Regions from separate parts of the Sus scrofa genome. Here region 2 is linked to region 1. A link is a contact called in public Hi-C data. All regions are on one chromosome and are shown on one strand. Each heading gives the region's core, a stretch centred on a gene start, on an enhancer-like site or on the middle of the called end of the contact. The rest is flanking DNA. Distances are from core to core; before and after follow the strand shown.

Region 1 (3,271 bases), core at 461-2,960:
TCCATCCTACTCTGCACCCCCGCCCCCACCCGCCTTAGCAACCACAAAGTCCTCTGCTGCCTCTCTTCTTTCTCTGCTGCATATGCTCTAGGCGCTGCACGTGCTGTGGTTTCCACTCCTGCTCGTGCTCAGTGCCTTCCTCCCCGCATCCTTGAGTCCTCCCTCCTCTTTTATTCTTATCCTATTCCCTACATCCTCTTCCTTCACACTTTTGGCATCTGTACTTCAGTTGCCTTCTGTTTACTGTCTGATTGATGATTCTTTGAATGACCAAGAAGGAGCTGTGAGTATCCCTCAAGAAAGCCCGGCATTTGGACAAAGAACTAGCCATGTGGGGAGTTCCCATGTTGGCCCAGCGGTAACGAACCCAACTAGCATCCATGAGGACATGGGTTCCACCCCTAGCTCCGCTCAGTGGGTTAGGGATCTGGCATTGCCATGAGCTGTGGTGGTGTGGTGAGATGCAGCTCAGATCCGCATTGCTCTGGCTGTGATGTAGGCTGGCAGCTACAGCTCTGATTCACCCGCTAGCCTGAGAACTTGCAAATGCGTGGGTGTGGCCCTAAAAAGACAAAAAACAGAACCAAAAAAAAAAAAACCAGACAAACAAAAATCCTAGCTGTGTGAGGACACCAAGAAGACTGATATCTCCCAGGAAACAAGCCACTCGCTCTGGTGCTCTTTTCCCCCTTCACCACAAAGTGTTTGTATGTTAAGACAAGAAGGTTGAATTGTAAGGATCCAGCATAGACTGGAACTGGTATGAGAAAGCCATCTGAGGCCGTGGAGCCCTAGGGACAACCTTCTCTTTCTGATGCTCTCCCTCTAAGCCACCTGGTCTCTGCCTCCTGCTTCCCTCTGTGGCCCTCTCCCTTACTGCTTCCAGCTCATCATGGTACCTCCCAGCCCAGCAGTCCTATCTCAGAGCTATTATCTGGAAAGATCTTTCTATTCTTCTAGCTCACAGTCCCAAGGGACAGAATCTGCTGTCCCTCTACCCCATCCCACCCCGTTTTTTTTCTCCAACCTAATTGTGTCAGAGCCCTCTGGCCAGACACATGTTGGCTGCCGTGTGTCAAACCAAGTTATTGGCCATCCCAACTTGGCAGTTCACTTGCCATAACTGGGTGGTGGGGTGGGAAAATGAAGCTGCCAGGGGTTTCCATGTAAAGCTCCCTGAGCCGTTGTGTCTTTAAGTGGTGGACAGTGCTACTGTGAGAAGGAAGTCCCTGATGAGACAATAATCCGTCACTTCAAAACAATACAGTGTATGAGGTTTCCAGTGCCTTGGAGAGAGCGCTGATTTGACAGTGGTCAATGCTGGGGCTGTAGGCTGGAGAAGAGGAGAAACAGCCACCTCTGGAGCCCTCAGCCCTACTGTATTCATCAAGCTGACCACAGACTCAGAGGCCAAGAGTTAACTGGCCTCGCCCAGATCAACAGAAACATTCCTAGGAGATGATGCTCAGTGGCACAGATCTCCAGGCTACCAGGGTCACTCCTCCCCCTTCGCCCTCTTCTGGTGTGTCCTCTCTGGGAGACCAGCGTCAGAGGATGATCTGCTGTCATTTTCGGGTGCACTATTTGGGTACTGAGTCACTTTCAAAACCTCTTCCTGGGTTTGGGTTTCCAGAGCAGCCTGTGTTCCCGACTAGCACAGAAAGCTTCCCTGCTCCTCATGCTTGCCAGGGATAGAATGACAGTCTTTCCCTGCCTGCCCCTCCCCTGCTAGACAGCTGCTCAGCTGGACTTAGCCTGATCCGGCAGGCACCCCCACCCCCTTATCATTGCCGCTGCAACTTGATGCCTTTCCAGGAACTCCCTGGAAACCAGAGTCTTCTCCTCTCCAGGTGGCACAGTGTGTGACTCTGTCAGGTTCCCTGTGTCCCAGGGCACAGGGCTGGGTGTAAATAGGACTCTTTGTGTGTCAGCTCCAGTCAGTTGGTTGTGGTTGTCCAAGGGGCCGTCTTGGAAAGAATTTTTGAGGCTGTACCTGGACTCGACTATGGATGTGACAAGAAAAGCCAAATATCTGCCAACTCTCATCCTGGGATGAGAGATGGAAAGAACTTCATGGGATAAAAGAAGTAGGAGTCTCCATTATTAGTATAAAGCTGCCACTGTCTCTCTAATACTGGGCCAGTCTTACAGGGAGAAACCTCATTCAGTCACTCTCTTCTTCATCCTGTTCTCTAGGACAGAACCTTCTAGTCCCTGGATGAATCCACGGTGACATAAATCCTCACAGGACACGTGAAGCAGATACCTTCTTGTCAGACTAGAATCTTCCAGAACCCTTGCTAACCCAGTGGGTTTCATAAACCAGACTAGTGGTTCCCAACCAGCCCCCGCCACAGGCCATTTTAATGACCTACCCCTCCTCATGGAACCCATGTGTCAGAAGATTCTTAGATGAAAATTAGATTTCCATTTTCTTTGTAAAATACAGCAAAAAATAATGAGTGTTACCACAGTGAGTTAATATAGTTCTAGCCAAAGTAGAGAGAAATGACATTTTAATTAAACTGTGTGGACTGTTAGAAGAAGACATACTTTCTATTTTGGGGCTTAAAGGGAGAGAATAAACACAACCACAGGCTGACTTTCAAAGGAACTAACTGATGTAAAATTTTGAAACTATTAGGCACTTATTTTTTAAAGATGTTTTTCAGAGGGTGACCACCCCCCCAGGGGAGATCAGACTATTCTGGAGACTATATCAGAATATGGGGCCCAGTATTGGTTGTCTAGGCTTCAGCATGGTTCAGACCTTAGGGGAAGATTACTGTTGTTGTTTTTACGTAGTCCAACTTCTAATATTTATATGAAAACATAAAATCCCGCTTGTAAAAGTAAAGGATTTGTCATACCTTTAGGGTTAATAGTATCATTTTCTTCTCTCTGATTAGGCAACTGAGTTTAAGAAATAGTAAGTAATATACCTTAGAACACAGAGCTTTTAAGGGTTAAGTGTCCGAACCTAGATCTTCTGATTATAAATCACATATTCTTTCAACTATGTTACACATGTTTGCGTCAGAATAAGATGATGAAGCTGAAAGCAGCAGGCTTTTTCTCCTCATATGGAAGGAGTTAAGAGGGCTTGGGGCACTCTTCCTTAACAGTAAGAGTTGGCTGTCCTTTAATTCAGGGGCAACTGGCCCCAAGGAATTTGGCAAGGGCCAAATAAACTCCTTAATGCCCAGCTCAGAAGTCTGGACTCATCACTCTTGACTGCTGGCTCATACCCACCCGTGCCCAGGCCGGTGGA
Region 2 (3,153 bases), core at 485-2,984, 34 kb before region 1:
TCTTTTTAGGGCCACAGCTGAGGCATATGGAAGTTTCCAGGCTAGGAGTCATTTCAGAGCTACAGCTGCCGGCCTATGCCACAGCCACAGCAACAAGGAATCTGAGCTGCATCTGTGACCTACACCACAGCTCATGGCAACAGATTCCCCAACTCACTAAGCAAGGCCAGGGATTAAACCTGTGTCCTCATGGATACTAGTTGGCTTTGTTTCCGCTGTGCCACAATGGGAACTCCTGCTTCAGCATTTTTTTAGGAGTAGAATACACTGTTATGAAAATGTAACATGACCTACTCAACCAATTCTCCCTGCTGGAAAATTAAAATGCTTCAAATTTTTCACTACTGTAAACACACCATAAATATGCTTGTAACTAAATATTTGAGCACATCCTTCAGTACTGCCATAGAATAAATTTCTACCATTAAAATGACTATAGCAAAAGAGGTTCACATTTTTTAAGGAATTTGCTATGTCTTTCAAAACTGTCCTCCCTAAAAGCTGTACCAATTTATGGGTCCACCAGCTACCTCCTGGTCTTGACTGTAGACCAGTCAGCATCATGGATCTCCATGGAAACAGACACAAAGTAAATTCCACCAATTGACATATCCTGAAATCCCACACTGTTAGAAGTTATTGAAATCTTACAGAGTCAGTGTCTCAGCCCTCACTCTAACTGGATTCAAGGCCCATAAATGTTCAGGGATCTGAGATCACAGGGCTCTGTTAGGACGGAGGGCATCCAGGACTCAGCCTCAGGATGGAAACCTCCATGTGATTTGCTGAAGGAGCACCAGTCAGAGCACCAGGAAAGAACTCACATGCCACCCTAGCTCCTATGCCCACTTCATCTCTTTGGACCAAATCTTGTTCCAGAGCAGTCCTCAGAGGAGCCAGGGATCTGGAAAGTTGTGTGTACTGTTGTTATCAGTGAAACTCCAGCCGATTCCACTTCATTCCAGTCTTTGGTTCTGCTGCTGTGTCCTTAAGATGGTTATTTAACGTAAGGCTCAATATCCTTGAGAAAAATGGAGTTAGTAATTGTACCTGTCTCTTAGAGTTTTGAGAGGATGACCTGAAAGAAGGCAATCAAATTCTTTAACTGGGTGCTTGGCCTAAAGGGGGTGCTGAGACTTGCTAAGTGTTCTTCTCACTGGTTGGCCCATCATACTTGGCATCAAACAGCAGAGCCCTGAGAGGAACGACTGCCTTACCTTTATATTCTATCCCAGAAGCTGCACAGGTGTCTCTACAAAGGGCTGGCCACCATGCCCATCTTACATCTGCCTAACGCCATCCACAAACTAGGGGTGTGTAACCCCGTTCTTAGGAGAGGCCTGCACACCCCTCATGCCTCCAGAACCAAGCCTGACAAATATAGCAGTAATTAGGGGCATCTGATTTAAGGCTGCATGTGTACACTTTGCATGAGCCAAGCCCCAAACCCTGGTTCTATTGCTGCATCAAAGGACCATCTCTCTTCTAGACTCCAGGCCTAGCATAAGCAGCAATTTGAGAGACAGCCCCCCTCTTATTTTTAGCCTTAAAAACCCCAAAGCCAACATACCAGCGCTCGCTCAAGCGCCTGTCACAAGCTGTTGTTTGATTTGGGTTGAGAAAATGACAGAGTTCTGCACCAAGAACAGAAGGAAAAAAAAAAAAAAAAAAGGAGGAGAAGAAGAAGAAGGGGTGGGGGGAAAGGAGTTTTATTTTCCCTCCAGTGCCTACCTCCATCCCCCCTCAACCCCTCCCCTAGGCCTGGGTGGACCCTGCCTGGGTAATCGTCCCCTGCTATATTTAAAAACCACAGATGTGTTTGGTGGAGACTTAATTTCGGAATTGCAGGCGGCGTCTCCTGAGGACAAGGGGAAAGCCGGTGCTGAGCGCCCTCCTGCCCGCCCTCCCCGCCGCTGCCCGGAGCTCTGGACGCCGCGGAATCCAGGTCAGGACGCTCCGCCGTCTCGGAACTGCCGCCGGTCGGGAGGCGCCGGGCACCGGGATCCAACGATTGGGTGGGTGGCTGTGGTCTAGGGGTTCCGTCCGCATTCGGTCCTGGGGGCTCTCTGGACGCGAGATACCGGCTCGGCTTCCCCGCTGTTGGTCGGGAAGCTCTCAGAAAATTACCCCCATCGGCGCGCGAGGATAAATATGCGCGGCTTGTCATTCCGTGCGGCTCTCTCCCTCCCAGCTGATAGGGTGACGTTGGGTTTGGAGGCTTGGAGATTGGCTTTTTGATTTGGCTTCTCGCTGCAGCTTAATGGGCAAAGCTCGCGGCTCGCCCAGAAACCATCCCCTCCGCGCGTCCCCTCCGCGCGCGGCGAGGCCGAGACGTCTCCCGCGGTGACGGCGTGAGAGGCGGAGGGCCGGCGCGCTCCCAGCCCCGGGAAAGCCCCGGCGACGCGACTGCAAGCCGGGGTCCCTCGGAGCCGCCAGGGCGCGCCGGGCTGCTAGCCTTGCTGCCCCTCCCGGCAGGGATCCCCTCGCCCCCCCGCCCTCGCTGCCGGCGGCCGGGACTCCGGGCCTCTCCAGGGCTTAGTCCCGAGCCCGCGACCCCGGTCTGGGTTTCCCGGGGGGTCTTCAGAGGTGTTCTTCCTGATCCTTGAATCCAAGGACCCTTCCCCAGACCCCCTGCTCTGCCCCAGCCCTCACGCTCCGGATGCGCTGCCCCGCAGCTCCCTGAAAGCTGCGAGCCCACGAGCCCGGCCGGCGGGCGGCGGCGGCGGACTGACATGCCCCGGACGCCGCTGCGGCCGGCGGGCAGCCCGCGGGGGCGATGAACCGCTGCGGCCGGTGAGGAGCCCGGCGGCGGGGGCATCGCGCATCTTCCTCACCCCCTCATTTGCCCACCGCGCTCGAGACTGAGAGGAAACGGTGAGTAATTGGGTGAGCCTCCAGCCCTTCCCCCTTAGCGGGCAGCCGAGGCCAGGGAGGCAGGGGTTGGGGGGTGGGTAGGGGTGTCCCCGTGAGGGTTCCTGCTTGTCAGTCATGGTGTTAATTAAGTTCTTTCTCAAGATCATTCATATGAACTATCTTCTTGTGGGTTTAGTGTCATAAGAGGTGGGGGGAGGGTGCCTTGGAAAGTGTACTCGGTTGCATACAGTGCCGGGAAGGGGGTGGGGGGCGGCCTTCTGGCAGCGTTAGTGGCTACGG

Evidence for each region. Hi-C and Micro-C count contacts between places; a contact is called where the count stands out from the background.
Region 2: a contact with region 1 is called in a Hi-C map of skeletal muscle, with 8 times the contacts expected there. The contact joins the promoter of SLC8A3 here to the enhancer-like site in region 1. A contact is called at or near these places in 6 of 47 Hi-C or Micro-C datasets (embryonic fibroblasts, psoas muscle and skeletal muscle) and 1 of 2 datasets of contacts at active chromatin or transcription factors (skeletal muscle).

The regions. Positions count from the first base shown.
Region 1 is chr7:93,761,665-93,764,935 of Sscrofa11.1, reverse strand. All of the region lies in intron 2 of SLC8A3 (sodium/calcium exchanger 3), which reads left to right. Among named protein-coding and RNA genes, the nearest start is that of SLC8A3, 34 kb to the left of the region's middle. Within about 2 kb of position 1,710, at least 12 of the 83 cell types and tissues checked have an H3K27ac peak or open chromatin away from gene starts, as enhancers often do. A contact at or near this core is called in embryonic fibroblasts and skeletal muscle, where this site is marked.
Region 2 is chr7:93,796,064-93,799,216 of Sscrofa11.1, reverse strand. It overlaps SLC8A3 (sodium/calcium exchanger 3), which reads left to right and starts at 1,734. Exons shown (of 8, transcript XM_013989127.2): 1 at 1,734-1,945.